3 separate regions of the Sus scrofa genome follow, and regions 2 and 3 are each linked to region 1. Evidence: chromatin contacts called from public HiChIP or PLAC-seq data. All regions are on one chromosome and are shown on one strand. The core of a region is the stretch at or near the end of the contact, and the rest is flanking DNA. Distances in the headings are between cores, read along the strand shown. Region 1 overlaps LOC106505851 (a long non-coding RNA gene). Region 2 has its middle 350 kb from the start of RUNX1. Region 3 has its middle 54 kb from the start of RUNX1.

The links. HiChIP or PLAC-seq counts read pairs in DNA pulled down with a chosen protein or histone mark.
Region 2: a contact with region 1 is called in an H3K27ac HiChIP or PLAC-seq map of alveolar macrophages. The contact joins two enhancer-like sites. A contact is called at or near these places in 2 of 2 datasets of contacts at active chromatin or transcription factors (alveolar macrophages and skeletal muscle).
Region 3: an H3K27ac HiChIP or PLAC-seq map of alveolar macrophages shows a contact between it and region 1. The contact joins two enhancer-like sites. A contact is called at or near these places in 2 of 2 datasets of contacts at active chromatin or transcription factors (alveolar macrophages and skeletal muscle).

What each region holds. Positions count from the first base shown.
Region 1 is chr13:198,825,747-198,829,115 of Sscrofa11.1, forward strand. All of the region lies in intron 1 of LOC106505851 (a long non-coding RNA gene), which reads left to right. Among named protein-coding and RNA genes, the nearest start is that of RUNX1, 190 kb to the left of the region's middle. Within about 2 kb of position 1,560, at least 2 of the 83 cell types and tissues checked have an H3K27ac peak or open chromatin away from gene starts, as enhancers often do. A contact at or near this core is called in alveolar macrophages, where this site is marked.
Region 2 is chr13:198,988,095-198,991,463 of Sscrofa11.1, forward strand. No RefSeq gene overlaps it. Among named protein-coding and RNA genes, the nearest start is that of RUNX1, 350 kb to the left of the region's middle. Within about 2 kb of position 1,812, at least 3 of the 83 cell types and tissues checked have an H3K27ac peak or open chromatin away from gene starts, as enhancers often do. A contact at or near this core is called in alveolar macrophages, where this site is marked.
Region 3 is chr13:198,687,496-198,690,864 of Sscrofa11.1, forward strand. No RefSeq gene overlaps it. Among named protein-coding and RNA genes, the nearest start is that of RUNX1, 54 kb to the left of the region's middle. Within about 2 kb of position 1,691, at least 8 of the 83 cell types and tissues checked have an H3K27ac peak or open chromatin away from gene starts, as enhancers often do. A contact at or near this core is called in alveolar macrophages, where this site is marked.

The DNA.
Region 1 (3,369 bases), core at 310-2,809:
GTCCATTTCTTCTAGGTTGTCAAATTTGTTAGCATACAATTGTTCATAGTATTCTCATTTTTTTTTTTTTTGGATTTCTGTAGTATCTGTTGTGATTTCTCCTTTTTCTTTTTTTTTCTTTTTTTTTTTGCTTTTTAGGCCCATACTTACAGCATATGGGGGTTCCTAGGCTAGGGATCTAATTGGAGCTATAGCTTCCAGCCTACACCACAGCCACAGTAATGTCAGATCTGAGCTGTGTCTGTGACCTACACCACAGGTCATGGCAATGCTGGATTCTTAACCCACTGAGTGAGGTCAGGGATTGAACCCACAACTCATGGTTCCTAGTCAGATTCATTTCCACTATGCCACAACAGGAACTCTAATTTCTCCTTTTTCATTTCTTATTTTGTTTATTTGGGTTTTTTCTCTCCTCTTCTTTGTGAGTCTGACCAGAGGTTTCTCAATTTTGTTTACCTTTTCAAAGAACCAGCTCTTGGTTTTATTGATTTTTTTCTGTTTGTTAAATCTCTATTTTATTGATTTCCTCTCTGATGTTTATGATTTCCTTCCTTCTGCTGACTTTAGGTTTTGTTTGATCTTTTTTTTTTCTAATTCATTTAGGTGACGGGTTAAGTTGTTGATTTAAGATTTTTCTTCTCTTTTGAGGGAAGCCTGTATTGCTATGAATTTCCCTCTGAGCACTGCTTTTTCAGCATCCCGTAGATTTTGAGTGGTTGTGTCTTCATTATCATTTGTCTCAAGGTATTTTTTAATTTCCTTCTTGATTTCCTTATTGACCAATTGGTTTTTTAGTAGCATGTTTTTCAGTCTCCATGTAGTAAGTATTTTTTATCATTTCTTTTCCTGTGGTTGATTTCTACTTTCATGCCATTGCAGTCAGAGAAGATACTTGAAATAATTTCTATAATTTTAAATTTGTTGAGGTTGGTTTTGTGCCCCAGTATGTGGTCAATCCTTGAGAATGTTCCATGTGCACTTGAAAATAATGTATGTTCTGATATTTTTGGACATAATTTCCTGAAAATGTAAATTAAGTCTAATTTTCTATTGTGTAATTTGGGATCTATATTGATTTTTTAGGTCTTATGTCTGGTCTTTACCTATATAACCCTACTTTGTGATGATATACATAACTTGAATAGTGAATTTGGGGAATAAAAATTTTATGTTAGAATGAGATTTTATTCAATTGCTGATTGTGACAAATTTGCGTTTAATATTTATGAACAAAATAGAGAATGAAGCTTGACTTATTCAGTATTCATTCCCTCCCACTAGCTCTTAACACTTTGGTTTATTTGATATAAATGTGATAATCATCCAAGACTTCTAAAGTTGTCCTAAAAGTGTCTTACTACTGTTGCCAAATTCACAGTGGATTGGACAGATTAAGTTCTCATATTAAGTCATGTACCATAGGCAAATCAAACATATTTAACAAATTTGACCCAGCTGTGAGACTTATAACAAAGAAGAAGACACCTACTCTCCACTAAATTGAGGTCTCAGCTGTCTTATGAAGAACTGGAGCCATCACTAGGAAGTGGATGAACCTGTTGGGTAATATAATTATGCTGAGAAATATGAGCTCAGCGTCAATCATGCCAAAACAAAAAGCCATTGTGTTGAGTTAACAATTTTCAGCCTTGAATGGAAACTGAAACTAAGTAAGCTTAATCAATCACTCAAATCTTTCAGTTACAGAAGTTTATTATTTATAGCTGATTTCTTTTCAAAGGAGTGTTCAGCCTCATATTGGTCACTTTTATGGTTGAGATAGCCACTTGAAAGATTTTACCATTAAAACATTTCTGATCAAATTAATTTTTCCCATATTTTATGAGGTGGAGGTCCCAGCTATGCAATGTAAAAGAAAGTTGGTCAAGGTTTTGGTCTGTCTGCACCTCCACATCCTAACTTTTTGTAAAGTACCACTATGATCCACTTCTAAATAAAGGGATAGATACACATTCTAAGATGCAAATCAGGCTTCCATCAAAGCATGTTCCCTGTACTCTGCACTTGTGGATCATCCTAAGCAGTGGATCCCAAATTTGCTGCTCCTCTGAGAGCCTTTATAGATATCAAAGGCCATCTTTTGCTGCAGGCCAGCTGACTGACTCTTGGGGATGGGAAAAGGGGACAGGTGACCCTCCAGTTGATTTTGATGCATGAGAGAGTTATCTGGACACAAAGCATATGGAGCACCTTTTCAACCCATGTCATGCCCAAGGCTTCAACCATGATTTGACTATGATCCATGACTTCCAAAACTCTACTTTAGATTTTTAACATTTAAGGACTGTGCAATAATGATGACCAATTAGCTGTGGTGGATGAAAGCCATCATTTACAACCACTGAACTGGGTGTTAGGTACTTTCTTATTTCATCCTAGTGACAGCCCAATGAGAAAGTTTTATTTATTTCTAAGAATTAAGAATCTGGGGTTCAGCAAAAACACTTGCACAAGGCCATACAGACAGTAAGTAACAGAACAGTAAGATGCAAGTGTGTGTGTATCACATTCCAAATACAGGTCAGTAGGACAGCCATAAAGGTAACCCAATCCTGGTTCCTTGGAGGAAGGGAATCTAAGCTGTAACTTGGAGAATAAAATGGGGCCTGATTAGGGAGGCCAGAATGGGGTGCTGGAGGGTGGGGAGAGCTTCTAGAAAGGGGGCAAAATAGGAGAGAAAGAGTTTTCTAGGCTAGAGCAGAGGATGGGCGATGGGTAGCATATGCAAAGGTCTGAAGATAAAACATAACATTCTGGTGATCCAGATGAGGAATAACCTGAGATGTCCTCAACTGGCTCAAGTAGATATGGCACAGTGTCAAGATTATCACATTAGGGATTCTATGGAAAAAAAGAACACTTTGAGTTTATACAGTCTGAACTCATATGAGTTCAATAATAGGAAAAGGGTGTATGATAATCTAGCCATGATATGAGAGAAGCTTATTACAGACAGTGGGTGAGAAAAAAAATTCTGTTTTTAAGTCCATTAGTGTGTTTATCTTCTAAGATAATTTCCGCCATACATTCTAGAAGTGGATTTGAGATTATCTACTGTGAGTCCTTTCATTTAGTTAAATAATCTAAGCCTCAGAGAAGGTCTGTGGCTTGCCCAAGGTCCAGCAGCTATCCAAATGGCCCCTAGCTAGCTCTGGGATATAGGGTGGTTGGTTCCCAAACAGGATTATTTTTTATTCTGCCCACTTGCAAGTAAGTCATTGGAGAGAATGGAGATCATTTTGCATAATTTACATGATAAAAAATAATAAAGAAAAGGCACAGCTGACTGCTTCTTGGATGGTCCAGTCTATTTTTGACTTAGGCAGTTCTTCTACCATTATCTTT
Region 2 (3,369 bases), core at 562-3,061, 160 kb after region 1:
GTGTATTCAGAAAAGACAGGATATACATTTATATCCCTAAGAAGCAAGTCATCCAACTTTTTTCCCAACATGAGTTTAAATGTTTAGAAGAAGAAAAATAACACAACCGAATTTTTAAACATGCAATTTTTGTTTTGCTCTAATTGTCCAGAATTGCTTAGTGATGGGGAAAAGAAACAACCATAAATTGCAAAATAGCATAAAAGTTAAAAAATTGTGTTATTTTTTCAAAAATAGCAAACTAATAGGGAATTGACATATTAAAAATTACATCTTCTGTGTCTAAAATTTTCAGAGAAAGAGTTATAGCTAAAACAATGTTTGACTAACCTGCTATTCTAAGCAGAAAATCTCTTCTTTAGTGTGTTTTAATGTAAAATTTTATAAAGTCTGACTCTAATCTTTTTTCTTTGAATGTTTTAATTTACATCTTTCTAAAGTATTTTTCTTTTTTAGTCCACATCCTAAATATTTATTGTTTTGTGATCCAATAAACAAACACATGTTGATGCCACTGACCCAAGTGAGACTTAAATTATCCATTCACAGAATATTCCTAAAAGGACTTGTGCTTTTTCTAACTGATGTTAATTTTGTCTCCTTATTCTGCCTTTCTAAGGACACTGGGCCTTGAACTTGTACTCTTCCAATCTGCTGTCATGACTTTTTCCTTCCTTGTTCTTCCTTTATTATATATAAAGAAACTATATATATATATAGTAGATTTACAATATTGTGTTAGTTTCAGGTGTACAGCAAATTGATTCATAATATACATATATATATATGTGATATTTTTAAGATTATTTTACCTTATAGACTGTTATAGAATATTGAGTAGAGTTTCCTGTGCTACATGGTAGGTCCTTGTTGGTTATCTATTTTATATATAGTAATGTGTCTATTTATTCCCAAACTATGAATTTATCTCTCTGTCTCTCTCCCCTCTTCTAACTGTAAGTTTGTTTTTTATAAGTCAGACTCGAAGGCAAGTACTTTGTGATAGGTGGAGAAAGAGGAAAAGTGAGTAGAACAGAACAAGTTTCACCTAGCCCTGTAAAAGATGCTCATCTCCATTCATAGAAAAAAATGTTTCCTGTGGAAAACTTCAAAGCAAATTCCATAGAAGTGTTGAGCTGGTTCATAGCCATCTGAGAATGGACTGGATAATAACTTTAAAGGAATTGGTAAGGAAGAGAGTCACTTGATTAGAGGTTTATGTACTGTGAGAAAACTGTCTCTACAGGTATTGAGAGCAGAAAATAGGATGAAACTCCAGAAGCAAGGTTGTTCCTTGTGGCAAAAGGTGCTACTAGCAATCCAGACTGTCTCCAGTCCCACTCAGCTATAATTCCGAGGGACTCGTAAGGAGGTTTGGATTCAGTTTGACTTTTACTGAGATACTCAGATGGGTTCAAATTAAAAGCCCCTGTTCATGGCAATTTCTTGAATTAGAGATCTGAGTAAAGAAGTAGCCACCTGGGCTCTGACAACTTCTGAAACAGAGTTGCTTTCAGAAATATCTGAGGAAGTTCAGAAACATCTGGACCTTTGGCTATCCAGAGCATAAAGGGTGTGCATGGGCCACAAGCAAAGCCAGGAAGAGAAAAAAAGAAGAACCAAAAGAAATGGTTTAAGAATATGATACTTTTTTTTTTTTTTCAAAAGTGAGGTCACTCTGGGGAACATCAGCAAGTTGCCAACATCCTTATTCTCTCTCTGGGTTTCAGGCCTGTTTTTCCCTTGGATGACAAACAGCCCTAGAGGGGCCAAGAACCTCTCCTTGAGAAGGGACTTTAGACATTTTACAGGGCGTAAGCATAAGCAAACCCCCAGGACAAGTGACCTCAGAGCAGGGTGAGGAGAGCGAGGCATTAGCCTGAAGCATAACATTTAGGGAAGAACCAAAAAAAGGTAGGGACATGATAAGTAATATTTCAAATTTTAAAAGGTCAAAATCAATGCCAAAACTCAAGATGAACGAAATACCAAAACTTTAAATAAAAACATGCTCAGGGTCCCTGATTTTTCCTTTTGCCTCAGGTTCGAGCAGGGCTCAGCATAACACTGTTACTGATCTTATTGTTATTTAGATTTTTGATATCTTGTTCATTGGGATTTTTCTGTATTTTGAATTTTAAAAATATTGTATTAAAGTGATTGTTCATGATGATTAAGGTTTTTGTGTCCCCTTCAGTGATGTGGTTGAGGCCATGCCTCATTCACCCATCCTCATCCAGGTCCTGATCACAGGGAAATAGAAGCAAAGATGAGATTCAAAGAAACCGCATAAGTGTGACCAAGGCAGAGAAATCCCCAGAGACCATTTTATATTAGAGATATGGTAATCCCTGATTTGCAACAGCCACCAGGACATCTGTGACTGTTTCTAAAATCTTCCCATTTGGGTATCCCTAAATTAGCTATAAATCCTGACATTCTAATAATGCAGGAAAGCAAAGCAAAAACAAACAAACAAAAATTAGCAAAAACACATAGTTAGAACAACATTAGAGAGGATTCTAAGCCAGTATCTTAACTTCCTTTTCAAGAAAAAAAATTTTAATTTTGTAAAAATCGGGTCTCTCTGTCATCTCCCCAATTCCAAGATTCTAGTGCATCTGTGAATATTTTATTAGGTGCTTGACTTTTTGAAATCACAGAGAGGAACCCTCCTTGTATATCCTACCTTCTAATTAGCAGAGAATAATCATTTTAAATGGCCTAAAATTAGAATTGTTTTCACCTTTGTTTCTACATACTTAAAAAAAAAAAAAGGAAATACTCCATAAAGTGAGAAAAAAAAAAATTCTAGCCACAAGAAGATAAGGTTTAAGTAAAGAGGGTCTATAAATATTTTGGCTAATTTTTCTAGGGCTTGAAATCTTAACTCAAAACATTTTACCCAAGATTCAGCATTAATATACATAAATGTGTAAAATATATAAAAATTCTAAAGTTCCTAGTTGTTGAATTGTTTGAGACCAATGATCAAAACTGAGTGATGGTGATTTCTCTATGCATTTTCCCTGTGGTGTGTAGGAAAGACTGTTCTGCCACCTATTGGCCTTCTGCGTGAAATAGATTTGATCACACCTGGAAGCAAGGCTTTACCTGGACTTGGAAAAGGTATCGCTTCAGCAAAGTCTGGTTCTCTCCCTCTGGAAAATGGCAGGGCTTCCTCTAAGGCCACGGCAGTGCCCCCAGTTCTCAGAGTTAACTGACTGCTTCCCTCAACTACGGTACACGGGGAAAGTGACCACGACTCGGGGGGGTCATTGGTGGCTAAACAAACACTGGCTGGCCCCACCTCGACACGCTGGGAGTCCAGGCTGAGTTCATCTCTGGCTCTCTGTCTGTGCACTGAGC
Region 3 (3,369 bases), core at 441-2,940, 140 kb before region 1:
TCATGACCTATCACTTTAATTCTTCTTTTGTTTACATCTTCCATACCCAGGCATTCTTGTCCTTCCACCATACCTACTGGTGAGCCTCATCCCTGGATCAATATAACCATCCAGCTTTTCTGCACCTGGACTACTGGGAAAACTTAGACACCATGTAGATTGGGGTCCTACACATCCATAACCTTTAGCTTGAGCTGGGATCTCAACTCTATCCAATTCTCTTTCTACAAATCTTGTGACAGCTCTCTCTTTTGTTCCCTTAATGGAATGGAAATTGCTACTTCTCTCCAGGCTTCAGATACCCTCCCTCTTGGAGGACTCAATCTTTCTTAATTCTCCAAGAAATAGAGATTATAGGTTGATCTATTTTCAGGGCCCTGAAATTTCCATTGAGAAGTTGACATCCCTTTCTTGCAGTTAATGTCCTCACATAGCCTTCAACTCCTACCCCTATCTGCTTCCTCCAGGGTCTTCCCTTATCAATCACCTCCTCGCTATCTTTAATTTCTAGAGACTTCTGTTCTACTTTCTCTTTCCTCTAAACATACAGTTATGCTTAAGTATTCCCCCATGTATAAACAGACAGACATTTTTAAATAAGAACAAAGCACAAAATTCATCTTTGATCTTAAGTCTTCCTAGAGTGTCCATCTTTTATTTTACTCCCATAACAGGGAAACTTTGGGAAATAATGGCCTCGGTTGCTTCATCTTATAGGCCTCTTATGCACCTTGTTTCTGTCCTACCACTCTACCAAAAGCATCCCTAAATCACTAGGGATTTGCTATCAGCATGCATGACCAGTTCATATAATTCAAGCTCCATACGGACTTTAAATTGAAAATTCTTTCCAGCCCAGATTGCTAGGATAGTTGCCTCCAGGCTCTCCCTATATTCCTGTCTATTTTTTCTCACTCTCCTCTGCAGTTTCCTTATTCTCTGCTTTCCCTGAAAGTATTAGCATTTCCCAGTCCATAGCCCCTATTAGCATCCTTCAGAACCTGCATCTCCGCTCTTATCCTTGGAGCCTCCACTCTTATCGGGGCTCTGAACTTGAGCCCTGAACACTATAGACATGTAGCATCCTGAGACATAATTTAGTTCTTTGCATACTTTCTTTCTCTGGCCTGTGAGCTGCTGGTAGTGGCTTTTTACACAGAAGACAGTAAATCCTTGTTTAGTTGAACTGAACTGAGTTGTTATCCTTCCTCTCTGTTTGTTTATACCATGTACCAGCTGCTGTTACAGAAGGTTTATCCTCTCCTTGTTCTTTCCCTTGACTCTCGTTTTAGGCCTTAGCGTGTTTTTCAAGCCTCTTCAAAGCACAAGGCTTCCTGACGCTATTTCTTACATTCGTTTATATTCATCTTTCTTCCTTTTTTTTTGTACAAGTGTTTTTACATCTGACTTTACAAAGAATTTCCTGCTTGGCCACCTCTTTAGCTACTTCCCCATTTTCTTCCCAGGCAGGATCATGCTATTAACGAGAGCTCTTGTTCCTTTTGGAGCAACCTGCTAATTCAAGTCTTAGAACCCCACTGGTCTTTTTCTCAGCTTTTAGAACTCTGTCTTCTCAAAGCCAGGCCATCCATCTGACAAGACCCAGCTCCCCCCATCACTGGCTGTCTCTGCAGTAACCTGCTTTTCTCCCCTCAGGGCCCCGGCCACTTCCTTGTTGGTTAGAATAGATCCAGAGAAGCGGTTCTTCATCGCTTCCTCTTTTGGCAAGTCAATTTCTAGCAGATGTCCCTATGGCTCCCCCCACCCCGCCCCTTCCTCCGCCATCACCCAGCTCCTCTCGCTGCATCTGTGTCTGCATTCGATCCGTGCCTGCAAAACATCATCACTTCCGCCTTCGGGATGGGTGGTCTCACTTCTGCCTCTTTCTTTTAATCTTCGGCCAGACTCTCTCCCGCACAATCCCATCATCCCAGTCACATATTTCACCCCAGGTGTACATGAGACATTTCCTAGACTGCGGTGTCCTCAGCCAGCTGCTTCTTTACCTTCTGGTGATGGCAAGGAGTGGTGCTTGTCTTCCCATGTTAAAATCCATTCTATGGCTTTATTTGTTAATTATATTTTATGCCTACCAATTTGGTATGTGGGACATAAGCACTAATTCTAAGTTTCCAGCAAGTTATTCTTGACTGAATTACTTGACACCACCTGGGAGTATTATTTTCTTTGTTTCCACATAAATTTCCCTGGTATTTATTTAATTTTACTCTTTTTGCAAAACAAAGCCTTGATTATTCTTCTTATTATTTTATAAATTTTCACTTTTAAAATTTTAATTTTCTTTTTCCTTTTTTTTTTTTTTTTTTTGGCTTTTTGCCTTTTCTAGGGCCGCACCCACAGCATATGGAGGTTCTCAGGCTAGGGGTCATCGGAGCTGTAGCCGCCGGCCTAAGCCAAAGCCACAGCAATGCAGGATACGAGCCACGTCTGCAACCTACACCACAGCTCACGGCAACACCAGATCCTTAACGCAATGAGCGAGGCCAGGGATCAAATCCACAACCTCATGGTCCCAGTCGGATTCGTTAACCACTGAGCCACGACGGGAACTCCTAAAGTTTTAATTTTCTATTGTTTTTTATGGAACAAAGTTTTTTCTTATTACTTGAACTCTTTTGGATTATCTTCATAAGACATAATTTCTAGCCACGAATTCATATTTCAGTATAATAATTTATAATGTAGAAAACCAAATCTCTGACAATAATTGGAGTTGTATTTTTCTAGCGGCAGCAGCAGTAGTAGAAGTTACCATTCATTCAACAAGCATTTATGAAGCACCTACGATGTGCCAAGCAGCATGCCAAATAAGGAGGAAAAAATTGTGAGACCTTCTCCAAGTTTCCCTGGCCCCTTGGACCCTGCTGTCTAGTGAGGGATACAAATATTAATCCAATATTCACCCAAACACAAACAAAAATTGGCTCTATGTACAGCCATGGCAGAGACTACTGGTCATCCACCAGCATCCAGTCTCTCTCTTGGCCTTCAATGGTAGAGTTAGCTGGAATCGTGGCTGCCCAGGCAGAGACTACATCCTCTCTTTCTGAGAGAGACAGAGAGAGAGAGACAGAGAGAGAGAGAGAAATAGTCTTTTATTTATTTATTTATTGGTTGCACTCAGGCAGGTGTAAGTTCCCAGGCCAGGGATCGAACCTGAACCACAGTGATGACCCAAGGCACTGCAGTGACAATGCCAGATCCTTGATCTGCTGCACCACCAGGTAACTCCAGAGTCTTCTATTTAGTAAGCACTTCCCGCCAAGACTTGGCAGCCACCTAAATGTCCATCGACAGAGGAGTGGATGAAGAACATGTGTATCACTCAGCAATAAAAAGGAATGAAAT